Linked DNA regions of Mus musculus: region 1 is linked to region 2. A link is a contact called in public HiChIP or PLAC-seq data. All regions are on one chromosome and are shown on one strand. The core of a region is the stretch at or near the end of the contact, and the rest is flanking DNA. Distances in the headings are between cores, read along the strand shown. Region 1 holds the start of Smurf2 (SMAD specific E3 ubiquitin protein ligase 2). Region 2 overlaps Smurf2 (SMAD specific E3 ubiquitin protein ligase 2).

What was found. HiChIP or PLAC-seq counts read pairs in DNA pulled down with a chosen protein or histone mark.
Region 1: a contact with region 2 is called in an H3K4me3 HiChIP or PLAC-seq map of the SCID.adh cell line, with 12 read pairs. The contact joins the promoter of Smurf2 here to the enhancer-like site in region 2. A contact is called at or near these places in 5 of 39 promoter capture datasets (the C10 cell line, the HPC-7 cell line, cranial neural crest and 2 more), 2 of 15 datasets of contacts at CTCF or cohesin (CD8 T cells and the NIH/3T3 cell line), 41 of 484 Hi-C or Micro-C datasets (the AML12 cell line, the Ba/F3 cell line, the C2C12 cell line and 26 more), 9 of 115 datasets of contacts at active chromatin or transcription factors (CD8 T cells, the SCID.adh cell line, astrocytes and 5 more) and 2 of 9 other capture datasets (adipose tissue and liver).

The regions. Positions count from the first base shown.
Region 1 is chr11:106,917,444-106,924,232 of GRCm38.p6, forward strand. It overlaps Smurf2 (SMAD specific E3 ubiquitin protein ligase 2), which reads right to left and starts at 3,272. Exons shown (of 19, transcript NM_025481.3): 1 at 2,738-3,272. The coding sequence starts at 2,789.
Region 2 is chr11:106,869,712-106,876,266 of GRCm38.p6, forward strand. Smurf2 (SMAD specific E3 ubiquitin protein ligase 2) reads right to left here. Exons shown (of 19, transcript NM_025481.3): 2 at 6,190-6,228; 3 at 1,791-1,899. Among named protein-coding and RNA genes, the nearest start is that of Smurf2, 48 kb to the right of the region's middle. Within about 2 kb of position 3,935, at least 6 of the 459 cell types and tissues checked have an H3K27ac peak or open chromatin away from gene starts, as enhancers often do. A contact at or near this core is called in the SCID.adh cell line and Th1 cells, where this site is marked.

The DNA of each region.
Region 1 (6,789 bases), core at 2,022-4,521, 47 kb after region 2:
GAACAAAAATGAAAAAATGTAAGTTAACGCTCCCTGCAAAACAGGAGATTCCATCATATGCAATCAAAGAGACAATGGTTTTAGTGTTTGTCAGACTTTGCGAAAACTATTCACAGGCAAATTCCCAATAGTTTTAGGAAACTGAGAGTAGTTCAAACTGTTTTTACAATTAAGAGGAGAGGACAGATATTTAAAATTCTTCAGAAAAAGCTAAGTGTACAAAATCACTCTATAAATTTAGTCTAATGTATTTTCTTGCTCAGAAACTTAGTGTGATCTTTTTCCTCTCAAACTTCACTGAGGGGACGTTTCCATAGTGCGGTGGTTATAATGTTTACCTCACAAATGTCACTCATAAATCTGTATAAACTCTCATATGCAGGAAAAAAATGACAGATAAATATAAGAGCTACTCAATCACACTAACCAACCCTCAGAACACTGAGCTGGCTGAGGGGGGAGGGTATTTCCTCTCCAGCCTGATGACCTGAGTTGGACTGGGAAGACTCGTAAGATAGAAAAGGAGATCTCACCTTGTCCTATCCAGCACACACGTTCCATGGCCATCACACACACACACACACACACACACACACACACACAGTACATAAATGTACTCTCAGTTCATTTTCAGTACATCTTAGTTCATTTGAACTACTCTGTTTCTTAAAACTATTGGGAAATTTGCCTGTGAATAGTTTTCGCAAAGTCTGACAAATACTAAAACCTCAGAACTCATTTTTTAATAATTTATTTTTATTTTATGTGCATTGGTGTGAGTGTGTCAGATCCCTTGGGACTGGAGTTACAGACAGTTGTGAACTGGAATTTGGGTGCTGGGAATTGAATCTGGGTCCTTTGGAAGAACAGAGGGTGCTCTTTACTAAGCCATCTCTCCAGCCCACCTCAGAACTCATTTTATCCAAAGAAAACCCAAACCCCTCTTTTCTCTCCCATACACATATATGTGTGTATGTGTATATATATGTATATGTATATATGTGTGTGTGTGTGTGTGTGTGTGTATATATATATATATATATCCCAGAAGGAAATAAATAACATCCATTTCTGATGGCTTTTGCACACCTACACTCACAATTTCTTTCTGTAATTATTGACAAAGGCGTGCCTAATAAGAACATTAATATATAAACTAGAGCACCAAGGATCCTTTATAATTGTATTCCGCTGACTTCCCCCCGCCCAAATGAACACAATAAAGATGAAAATCAAAGCACCCCCCCCACCCAGTGTTAATAATACCTTGTAATTTTCCCTAGGGAAAAAAAGGCTTCCAGGTCAATACTATGTATATTTTTTAATTACTGGAGATAGAGGTGGTATGTGTACCTAAGTGCAGGTGCTTGTGGGAGGCCAGATGCATCAGATCCCCTGGAGCTAGAGTTACAGGTGATAGTGAGCCGAGGACCTGGGTTGGGGTGTTGCGACTAGAACTCAGGTCCTCTTAGAGAACAGGATACATTTAACTACTGTGCCATCTCTTCAGCCTCAAAAGTAAAGTATTTTACTCTGTAGCCAACATACATTCCAACTAAGTTCTCAAATACCAAATTCACTTCAAGCTACCTAGAAAGTACAGCCGATGGACTGCCGGTTAACACACAAACATTCAACTACAAAGTTCACCCACAGAAATCTCAAAGTTTAGTGTGGGCAAACATAATTACAGCTTATCCTTCGCTGGCGCAAATGCATATGAACCAACTACAAAATGCCGTCTTCTTCACCACACATCTGAATATAAATGTGGACAATTTACTTGCTGTGAATGACGTGACTAGCTAGCAGAGGGACAATAGTTTCAATTACACGCTTTAAACCAAACGCAATTTTTCCTTAAAAGGAGGGGGACGTTGACCACGGAAGAATATCAGAAGTGGCATCGTAAGCAAATTATACCTGTAATATGTTAACAACTCCCTGCAGCTGGGAACATTAAACAGTCTTTCCCAAATCCCTCTGAGCATTCCTTTCCATTTAGAAAGAGGGTGAGAAGTGTGGAGAGGACTAGTGAAAGTTAGCTTAAAAGTTCGTATGCGTCCAGACTGAGAAACACATTGCAAAGCAAGGGATTCTAAACCAGGTCTGGAGTTAAGACATGAGCAACTAGTTCTGCGGCCTACAAGGAACAACCCCAAACATGCTACCCTACAATCAAACAACTTCCAAAACACAGAGTGTACAATGAGCCGGGAGTCGTGGGATCAGGCAGACACGCCGGAAAAGCCAACCACAGTCTCGGTCCCTCCCTCCCAGAGACGTGCGTTTAAGGTGTGTGGCACTGGCCACAGAGGTTGGCAGCACTGGAGAGTAAAGGTTTCACTGCCGGGCATAGGTAGGTGTCCAAGTTAACAACCCGGGAACACAAGCACTCTCCCGTTAAGCACTCACTCCATGTTTAAGGAGTGTTTACCGCGCGCAGTCAGCAACTGGATTCAGTAATCCCTTTCCCGACCCCACCTGGGCAGGAGCCCAGGGGCTGCTCCTGTGACCCCAGGAAACGAGACTTCAGGACCTCAAATCCGCCCTCCACGGGAGACCCACGGGCCACACACTGGGCGTTCTGAAGAATTTCCCAACCCCAGCTAAGTGGTTCTCCAATGACTCCCTAAACTAGGCCTTCCCACGCCCGGATTCCCGTCCAACGCCACCACCGACCGCGACCCCGGCCCTCTGCTTGCCCACAGGCGCCACAGCCGCCCGCCCAGCTCACCTGTCAGGCGCAGCTTGACGGGCCCGTTCCTCCGGCCTCCGGGGTTAGACATGTCCCCAGCGGCGGGGGAGGTGGCGGCGGCGGCGGCGGCGGCGCTCGCGGCCGGCGGGCCGGCGGGCGGGCGGGCGGACTGGGCTGGGCTGGGCCGACGGCGAGGCGCAGAGGAGTCACCACAGCGGCCGGGGCCGGGGTCCGAACAGCCCGCGCCGCGGCCGCCAGGGCCGGAGGGTCCCGGATGTGCCGAGCGCCGTCGCCATGAGCCGCGGAGGGAGCGGGACGCAGAGCTCCCCCCTCCTCCCACTTCTGCTTCCTCGGCCCGGGCCACACAACAAAGCGGCAGCCGCGGCCGGCCGCGCCGCCTCCGCCCCGCGCCCCCGCCGCCTCTTGTCCTCGCGGTCCGCCTCGGTCTCCCCTTCTCGGTGCCGCGAGGCCTGGGAGCGGACGGTGCGAAGTCTGCTGAGGCGGGCGGGTGCTCGGCCGCTTCCTCCTCCGCCCGCCCTCTTGTCTGAGAGAACCCGGTCCTGGGGCCGCAGCCGCTGCCGCCGCCGCCGCCGCCGCCACTCGTCGGCTCCTGGGGGCGGGGAGGAGACGGGGGCGGGGCCGGCGGGCGGGGCGGGGTTGCGGTGGGCGGGGCCGGCGAGGGGGCGGGCTTGTGGGCGAGGTCTCCTGCGCCTGGGGCGCCAGAGGAAGGCCTGGCTCCGCGCGAGCTGCGGGCAGCGCGTGCGCCACGGCCCAGACTGGGCCCCGAACTACACCGCCCGGCGGCGCCGGCTCGATGGCACCAGAGGGGCCTACTGACCAGCTAGCTCACTGAAAGATCGCCTGTGTCCCTACAGGGCAGAATGCCCGAGTAATACTCCCACTGCGCGCTCTGAGAGGCTGGCGAGAGTAAAGTTAGACCCAAGTCCGAAGAATTAATTCGCCAAGATGCTATTCCCACATCGAACGCTCCAGCAAATTCCCAGGAGTGCTTAGCTCTGAGTATTGTAATTGCCACCTCCACAGGCTCACCTGGTGCTCCATATCCGGTTACCTACCTGCTCGATTCTTCCCCCAACCCTGCCCAGGACAAGCATAGGGAGATAATACAAATGCGGCCAAAGACTGTGAACAAGATAGGTGGATATAGTGTGGAAAGCTCACGCAGTACTGTATTTTGCTGTCCCAGGAGGAAAAAAGAAAATGAATAGGACTGTAACTCTGACGCGGTGACTTACAACTAATAAGAACTTATTCTGGACAAATAAATAATGCAGGTTGTTTTGGGATTTTGTTTTGCAAGGTTGGGGTGAGAGTGCAGCCTAATAGTGAATTGTATTACATCAACTGCAACACATTTTTATGCAGCCATCTAAATGGCAATTGTGGTAGCCATGTAACATGTCAGACTTTATATGTAATGCAGGGTTTAAATGGAGAATACAAGTTTTATGTGCACGCAAGAGTAATAATGCAAACTAAGGATAAGAGTGTGGATTTGTGCCGGGCAGTGGTGGCGCATGCCTTGGGAGGCAGAGGCAGGTGGATTTCTGAGTTCGAGGCCAGCCTGGTCTACAAAGTGAGTTCCAGGACAGCCAGCGCTACACGGAGAAACCCTGTCTCAAAAAACCAAAAAAAAAAAAAAAAAAGAGTGTGGATTTATATCCATGTTAGCTTTGCTTTAAAGCTGTTATAACATTAATGCCGTTTAAACTGTTCATTGAAGCCTAATACATTTTAATCCTAAAACATTGCAAATGGTGACTTAAAATCTACCAGTTAAGACACTTCATTCTCCAGGTGAAATCCAAGAGCGTTTCATCGGTCTAAAAACACTCCTACGGATTAAAGTGATCCCAAAATCATAAGTTCTAGCAGTAAGACTTAAAATACAAGGGACAGCTCTAAAAATTCAATCAAGAAATACTAAGTGCTTATTATTCACAAAGCAATGAACAGGGCCCTTAAACACTTCTTTGTGCAATGTAAGATCTGAAGGCTCAGGAAATAATTCCCACAAAAGTTACTGTGGCGATAGAACAATTGCTACATCACTGTTTCAAACGCTAGGCTGAGACAATAAACTGAGCAGGCTGATGTATGCACTCTTCCTTTCCCTGGTTCTTATGGCCCACACTTTGTTCCCAACCACCCACTAGCATAATTTGTAGCTTTGTATTGGGAAATGGAAGTTAAGATTTCAGAAAATGGTCGGAAGCCTAGCAGGGGGTGGGAGGGTGGAAGACTGTTGTGAGTTTTAAGCAATACCTTCACATATGTGGCGGCTCAGGGAAATGGGCATAGGTTCAGACAATTCCGTTTAGACTTCCCTAAGAATAATGCTTTTAAACCATTCAGTCAGGGCTGAAGAGATGGTTTGTTGCTCTTGCAGATAATCTGGGTTCATCCCAGCACCCACAAGCTAGCTCACAACCATCTATAACCCCAGTTCCAAGGGATATGATGCTCTTTTCTAACTTCCATGGGCACCAAGCATGCATGCGATACACACAGATACATTCAGGAGAAGCATTCATACACACAAATAAGTCTTTTAAAAAGCTCAAAATATAAATAATAAGCAAAACCATTCAATATGTTGATAACCTCTGTGTAATGTTAGAAGTCAAATCCAGTGTCTTACACATGATAGGCAAGCATACTACCACTGAGCAACATCTATAATAACACTGTATTTGTTATTTTAGCTTTTATTTTACAGACAGGGACTCACTGTGTAAGCCTTGCTGGCCTGTAACTTACTATGTAGACCAGACTGGCTGGAAATGGACAGAGATCCATCCAAACCTACCACCACGCCCTTTATTATACTGGTAGTAATCTTTTTAAAGCTGGGTACGTGGATGTTTGTTTTATTGTTGTTTTCCTTAACACATTAAATCTTTAATATTGACTTTAATTAATAAATAAAATAAAGATTTTAGAAGACAAAAAAATAATAAAATCAAAAGGACTAATGTTAATAGGAAAGCCACTTCCAATAAATCTCTTGACAAAAAAGCCTCACCAGTGTAGGCCCAAAACAGAGCTCTCTGAGCCAGAAACCTTCAAGTAAAAAGGAGTTTTTATGCACATTCCCCCTTGGCTATTTCGTTAGTACACATTATATAGAAACTATGCAGTGGACTATCATCTGATACCTAGAAATTGGTAAGGAAAAAGATGAAAAGTAGGGATATTAATTATATGTGTTTAGATGTAAAAACTTTCAGGAAAAGAAAACAGCATTGAACAGAAAGAAATGGCCATTCTCTCCACAGCAAAATATTCCTATGAGAATTCATTCATCCAGCTAATGGTTTCTTAACTCCTTCTATGTAGTGGATGCAGTAATAGGCTTGGACTGAGATTTTTAAAAAATAATAATATTTAAAGATCAGTCTAGTGGCAGAAAACTATTAGAATAAGGAGAAGAAGAAGTCTGGAGATAAGGCTCAGTGGCTAGAGTGGTTGTCTCAAATTCTCAAATATACAAAGACCTGGGTTCAACCCTCAGCTTGCAAAAAGCCAATATAGCACAGGACATCATTGATTATATAGTGAATTCAAGGTCAACCTGGGCTACATAAGATTAATAATAATAGGGGGCTAGAGAGATGGCTCAGTGGTTAAGAGCACCGATTGCTCTTCCAGAAGTCCTGAGTTCAGTTCCCAGCAACCACATGGTGGACTCACAGCCATCTGTAATGGGATCCGATGCCCTCTTCTGGTGTGTCTGAAGACAGCTACACTACAGTGTAATAAATATAATAATATAATAAATAAATCTTTTTTAAAAGATTATTAATAATAATAATACAAGAAGGAGGGGAGGGAGGCAGAGAGGACTTGCTAACTTTGATTGCCAAAGCCCTTCCCTGGTCCACTGAATCAGAATTTCCTGCAGTCAAGGTGAAGGCGGTTTAAAAGCTCTATGGGCACTCAGATCCAAACCACCAAGGTTAGAAACCACCAGCCCGTTGGTCTGGAACTTGAGTGTGCATCAGGGTTACCCGGAGAACTTGCTAAACACTGGTGGCTGCATCCCACACCTGGGGGTGGGGCCGATGGGG
Region 2 (6,555 bases), core at 2,685-5,184:
ATTACAGGTGTGGGCCATCAAACCTGGCTCTAAAATGAAGCTAGTTTCTATTGAGTCTACTGCTTACAAATGAGATGTTCTAAACTGTCATAGAGTAGACATACATCAATTTTCAAAAACATCTACCAGATACATACTGGTAAGTAACTACTTCATGTTATACCACATAGTAACAAGTAATACCACACACACACACACACACACACACACACACACACACACACACACACACACACGAGTTTCCTAACTGGTTTGCAGCTATTCTAAAATAGTGACTCTTGAGGCCTCAGTAGTCCACTACTACTCAGTAGCCTGAGGAACTCTTTTTTTTTTTTTAAAGATGTATTTATTTATTTTATGTAAATACACTGTAGCTGCCTTCAGACACTCCAGAAGAGGGAGTCAGATCTCATTACGGGTGGTTGCTGGGATTTGAACTTTGGACCTTCGGAAGAGTAGTCGGGTGCTCTTACCCACTGAGCCATCTCACCAGCCCGCCTAAGGAACTCTTATCTATTTAGTACATGTACCAACATATCCTTTATGTTTACTATAATACAAAAAGATCTGAAATTCTTAACTGTAATAATTTTCTAGTTAGAAGCCTTTTGAAAATAACTTTAAGCACTTACGTTTTACAAGTCAAAAACATTCTGTCAAAATATTTCAAGGTCAGAAACTAAGTAGAAATTGCATTTAGGCAGTCTCTGTTTTCATTTTAAAGAAAAGTTATATATTTAAAACACATGGCTTGAAAAAACATGAATTCTTTTAAACCTGTAAGCTAAACACTTTTTGTTGGTGGTGGTGTTTTTAAGAAAGAGTCTTGCTATGTTGTCCATTCAGGGGCTGAGAACGTAACAACCCTCCTGAATAGGCAGCACTATAGGCACCACTGCACTCTACTTTTAGAAATCTCTATTTTAGAGAACCTCAACTTCTCCAACAAGTACAAAATTTAAAAACAAAATTTAAGAGGGTCTAACATAAGGAATATCTCCATAAGGGAACATAATATTATCATGTAGAATACAGTATTATATATGCAGTCAAGATTTTGGCTAAAGTATAATTGTTATCCTTTCTAGGCCTACCCAATGTAACGAAAAGATTTAACAAAATGATCTCAACTGTTACTCTGATCTTGTCCCCTCCACATCTAAGATAGACCTCCCTAGGTAGCCAGTTAATACTAACTAAAAAATAAGTTTCATCGAGCACATGAAAAGATGTCCAACATCACTAGTCTTCAAGAAAAGGTAAATTGAATCTATCAAGAAATATGGCTGTAACTTTTTCAAAATATGTTTTCCTTCTTTTAACTCTGTGTGTGTGTGTGTGTGTGTGTGTGCGTGTGTGTGTAAGTCAGGTGCACATGCCTACCTGCCTGTCTTGTTCAACAATAATTCAAAGCACTTTTCCACTGGGTTTAGCTCCTCTTTTATAGATGTCAAATCATAAGGCTGAGCCCGTATATTGGCAGGCCTGCAATCCTAGCTATTTAGAAGGGAAGGAAGATTCCAAGTTCAAGGTCTGTCTGAGCAACTTAGTAAGACAAACCTCAGATAAAATACATAGAAGTGAAAAAGGACATGAGGGTATAGTTCAGTGATAGAGTGCTTGCCTACCATGTTTAAGACCCAAGGCTCAATATTTAGCACTATTTTGAAAAACAAAAAGGAAAAAAGAAACTATATTGTATACAAACTGAAAGCATTTTCCATGATTCTTTTAAGAGATTATATTACATTAATTCTGCATTTCATTTCAAATTAATCATTTATACCTACAGGTCATAATGCTGATTCCACTTTGGATCAAGTGTGTTCTTCACAGTATCTGTAGAATGGCACTGCCCAGAACCATCAACTACCACCTTAGCAAATGGATCAGGAAGACCTGTGGGGAAAAGGGAAGTACTTTAAACTAAAAAAATAATTTGACATGTAAGAGAAAAGATTAATTACATGAGGATTATTATTTGCTATAAAAGATTTTTCCATTCCAACATTCAAACACACAGATTCATACACACAGAGGGTGAGGGGCTATTTTAAGCAAACATTGAGGTCACTTCCACAGCTGATATTAAACTGTATGTTTTTTTCTTGTTCCCAACTTGGAGCATTCTGTTAAACACTACCATGGTCTAGATGGTACCTGGGTACTTGAGGATTGTAAGCAGCCATTAAATTCTGAGAAGGTGAATGCTCAAACATCCCCACTCTTTCCTTTGACACAACTGTCTTAGTAGCTCATTTAAAGGGCTTGTTAAACATAGTTGTCACACAGAACATTAATTTCCAAAAAGTCAAACTGCTTAAAAACTGCTACCAAGTAATAAGAGACACCACAAAGGAAAAAATGAAAATAGCAAACACAGGAAAGGAAATCAACAGTAAGGAAATGCTTGGCTATCTGACTAAAACAGCAAACACAATGGGAATTATTCAAAATGCTTTGTCCTAAATGTTTACAATATCCTCTAAGGGAAATGAGTGTTGTTATCTCTATTTTACAAATGAAGGAAAAAAGATTAAATGTCAAATCATAACTAGCTCAATGTACACATAGTAGTGAGAAGTATGAACAAAGTCTAAAGCAGCAGTTCTCAATCTGTGAGTTGCAACCCCTTCGGGGGAATCAAAGGACCCTTTCACAGGGGTTGACTAAAACCATCAGAAAACAAGGTACTTACACTGTGATGTATAAGGGCAGCAACATTATAGTCATGAAGTAATAATAAAATAATTTTATGGTTGGAGGTCACAACAACATGAGGAACTGTATTAAAGGGGTTGCAACTATTCTATATTATATTATATTATATTATATATTTGGATCTGGAGAATACTCCAATGGCTATGTTAGATTGGTCCTTACTACAGCAATACCCAGAGGTAGTTGGGAAGGGACTGGTTTATGAGGACCCTGACCTTATCGAGAGTAACCACTGATGCATTCATGATGGTCTATTCTGGGAGGTAATGAGACCCTGCTGAAGGAACTGAGTCCTTGAGGTATAGCTCTGGTGCTGTATCTCATTGTCCTACTCCGTCTCCTCCCTGTCATCTCTGCTCTCCAGCCATGGTGAAGTGAGCAGCTTTACCGTGTCCTCCCTGCCACGTGGTCTGCCTTATCACAGGCCCACATGAACTGAGCCAGTTAGGCATGAGCTGAAAACCTCTACAACCATGAGCTACAAAACCAAAACCAAACAAAAAGAACGCCCCCAAAACCAAAACTCCAGTTCCTCCTTTAAGTTGATTCTTTGAAATATTTTGTCAGTGATGAAAAACAGAAACGCCACCCATTTACTATTTGTTCAAGAGAAAAGCTTATGAAGCCAGAAGACAGCCTGATTTGAACAGGGAGAAAGAACAATGGATGCAGAGCACACACAGGTACGAAAGAGCAGCAGAGCTCTGACCTTCACATGTATCATGACACATGACACATACACCACCTTAAAATGGACTTTAATCACTGAACACAATTTAAATTATAACCAAAAAGTTAACTATATTTACTATTAATAATTATAATTAATAATCATCAAAGTACTAGAGAGATGCATCAGCAGTTAAAAGCAATTGTTAGTCACTTTCTAACACTGATAATGGTTTACAACTGTCCACAAATACACATCTAGGAAACCAGCACCCTCTCCTAGCCTCCAGTGGCACCAGGGATGCAGGCCCTACACTTACATGTAAGCAAAACACTCATGCACTTAAAATTAAAATAATAAATAAATCTTTTCTTTTTAGATCTCTACTCTGATCAGGAAACATAGTCAATAGTAGAAAAAGTTTAAGATCTACTGTCTTCCTCTCAGATAAATGTGGGTAGACAAAACTTTTAAACAGGTCAAAGACACCCTGAAGTGCAGGTATCTGGAACATTAGTCACGGTGAGCCTCAAGTCACTGCCATCCTTGGCTGGCTCCTCTGGAAGGGAGGCCTGGGCTAACTGTGGTTGCTTCCCTTTCTAGTATGCCAGGTAGCTTCCATTTTGAGTTTTAAAAATAATTATGTTGCCTCTAAACCTTATGCCTGAAGCAAGCTCACACTCTTATCTTCACAGTTTTTACTGCCTACACCAATGAACTAGGATTTCTTTCTTTCACCTACTATTCAAGCACAAAAAGACTCTACAAGGAGTCACTGTCAGTTCTTGGAGACTTACAAAGAGTGACTTCTGAGGACACTGAGACAAGACTATCTGGTCATTTTATGAGAGAAGCTGTGAATGGGGCTCTGGGGAAAGGGAAAGAATCTGAAAAGGAAAGAAAACTAAAAAATAAAACTGAAGATTTTATCTTCAAAATGTGAGCAAATGTCTTAAAAGCAAGTGTCAGCTTTGTCCTGGTTGGCACCACATCCAAGCCTCCCTGCCCCCCTGCAGCTTCACCCACACAAATCACAAAGTCCCATCTTACCACGGCCTTTAGGTTACTAATGACAGGGAAGTATAATTAAGGAGCAGCCCAGGAGAATAAAATTGGTGTTAGCAGATACAACTGGGGAGTTCCACGGCCCTTGAGCCCTCCTCTCCTGTGAAATGTTTGTGGGGTAAACAGAATATGGCACAGAAGTGGAAGGCTGCCCTCCTCTACTTAAAGTTATCCTATTCCACACTTACCCATATAAACACAAAGTTAACATAAACATTCATAACTAGAGTTTTATACAATTACGTTCTTTAAACTTAAAATCAAGTCTACTGTAGAAAGATAGAAATTAATAAATGAAATTAATTATGGACTTAAAATGTGTCAAAAATGATTCCTTTTTTAAAATATTATTGTTATATATGTGAGTGTTTTGTCTGCACATATGCCTGTGCACCACTTTCATGAAGTGCCTTCAGAGGTCAGAAAGGGGGTCGGATCCCCTGGAACTGGAGTTACAATGGTAGTGAGCCTCCATGTGGGTGTGGAGAATCAAACCTGGGGCCTCTGGATAAGCAGCCAGTGTTCTCAATTGCTCAGCCATCTCTCCAGCCCTGAGAATTTCTATCCCTTTTAACCAACCTGAAAATATTACCTAACATCATATGAAATACCCAACATGCTGTTTTTTGTAAGCTGACAGAACTTAGATTTAAAATCTAATAAAAGTTTGTTTGCTTGTTTGTTTGTTTTTAATTTATTTATTTAATGCATGAGTGCTCTGATCCACAGTCCAGAAGAGGGCATCAGATCCCCTTATAGATGGTAGTGAGCCATCATGTGGTTGTTGGGAATTGAACTCAGGACCTCTGGAAGAGCAGCTAGTGCTCTTCTTAACCTCTGAGTCAGGTCACCAGCCCATAAAAGTTATTTCTAATTTCAAATATTTTACATGTAAAATTTTTGGCTGAAGGTTTTTATTTACAATCTTTTGACTGTTAATGGATAATTTAAAGCTAATGTAAAGTATGAAATTATACGGTTACAATTCACACTATCAATCTGCTGGCAGAGACTACACAGAATGCTCAAGAACTCAAGGCCAGATGGGGTTACATGAAACTCTACCTCAAAACAACAAAAAACACAAAGTGAGGAAGAGGGAAAGAGATTATAGATTGAGATTTTTAGTAAATATAAGGAAATGTCCCAATCCGCCCTCACAAAACTTAATCCTAAATGAAACTACAAAACTTCCACAACTTCTGGGCATTGTTAATGCCTGTAATTCTGACACTCAGAAGACAGAATCAGAAGGACTGTATGTTCAAGGCCAGCTTAGGCCATACAGCAAAACCCTGTCCCAAAACAAAACAAACAACTACATCCAATTGGCAAATAGACTACAGTGCAGTCAACCCCTTCTCTGGAGGTCTCTTTCCTACAACCCTGGAAACTCAACAAGCAGGCTCAACTCTCTCCCTCCCAATGAATCCTGAATGCGTGAGTGAATTTTCCTTAAAATGTTAAAGTAAAAGCATATTACATTTTTTTCTTCAACCTTTCCAGAAGCATTTCTAACACTTGCACCTGTACACACATTTGTGTGAATTATGAGTGAAGAGAGGACAAGGCAAACCCCAGAGCCCTCTTGAGACGTGTGAGGCAACGACCTGAACTATAGAATTCATAGACAGTCTGCCTCCAGATCCCTAAACCAGGCAGTTCTAACAATTAAGTTCTCTCCCAAACCTACACAGTATAGACAAGATTTGTATTAAAGTTCATTTACTTACGGAAAAAATCCTTTTTCACCAAGTTTTTTGCACAGAGTACTGTAAAAAAAAAACAAAAACAAATACATGGGAAAATTAAATTAAAATAGTAAGACTGCATTGCTTCACCTTTAAACATTTAAATGTTTAAAAATATTAAATGAATTTTATATGCCAAATGTGGATAATTAAGCCCTAATCACCCCTAACTACAGTGAGGTATGAAATACGATCATAAACTACAGAAGAAGCTAAGTAACTTTCATCTTTTCATAAATCAATGGCTGTAACCTTAGCAATGATTAACAGTAACAGCAGAGGAACAAGATTACAAATCTGATCATTTTAATCAGGGCCTAATTCTATCTTCCATCAAGATCTATTCTT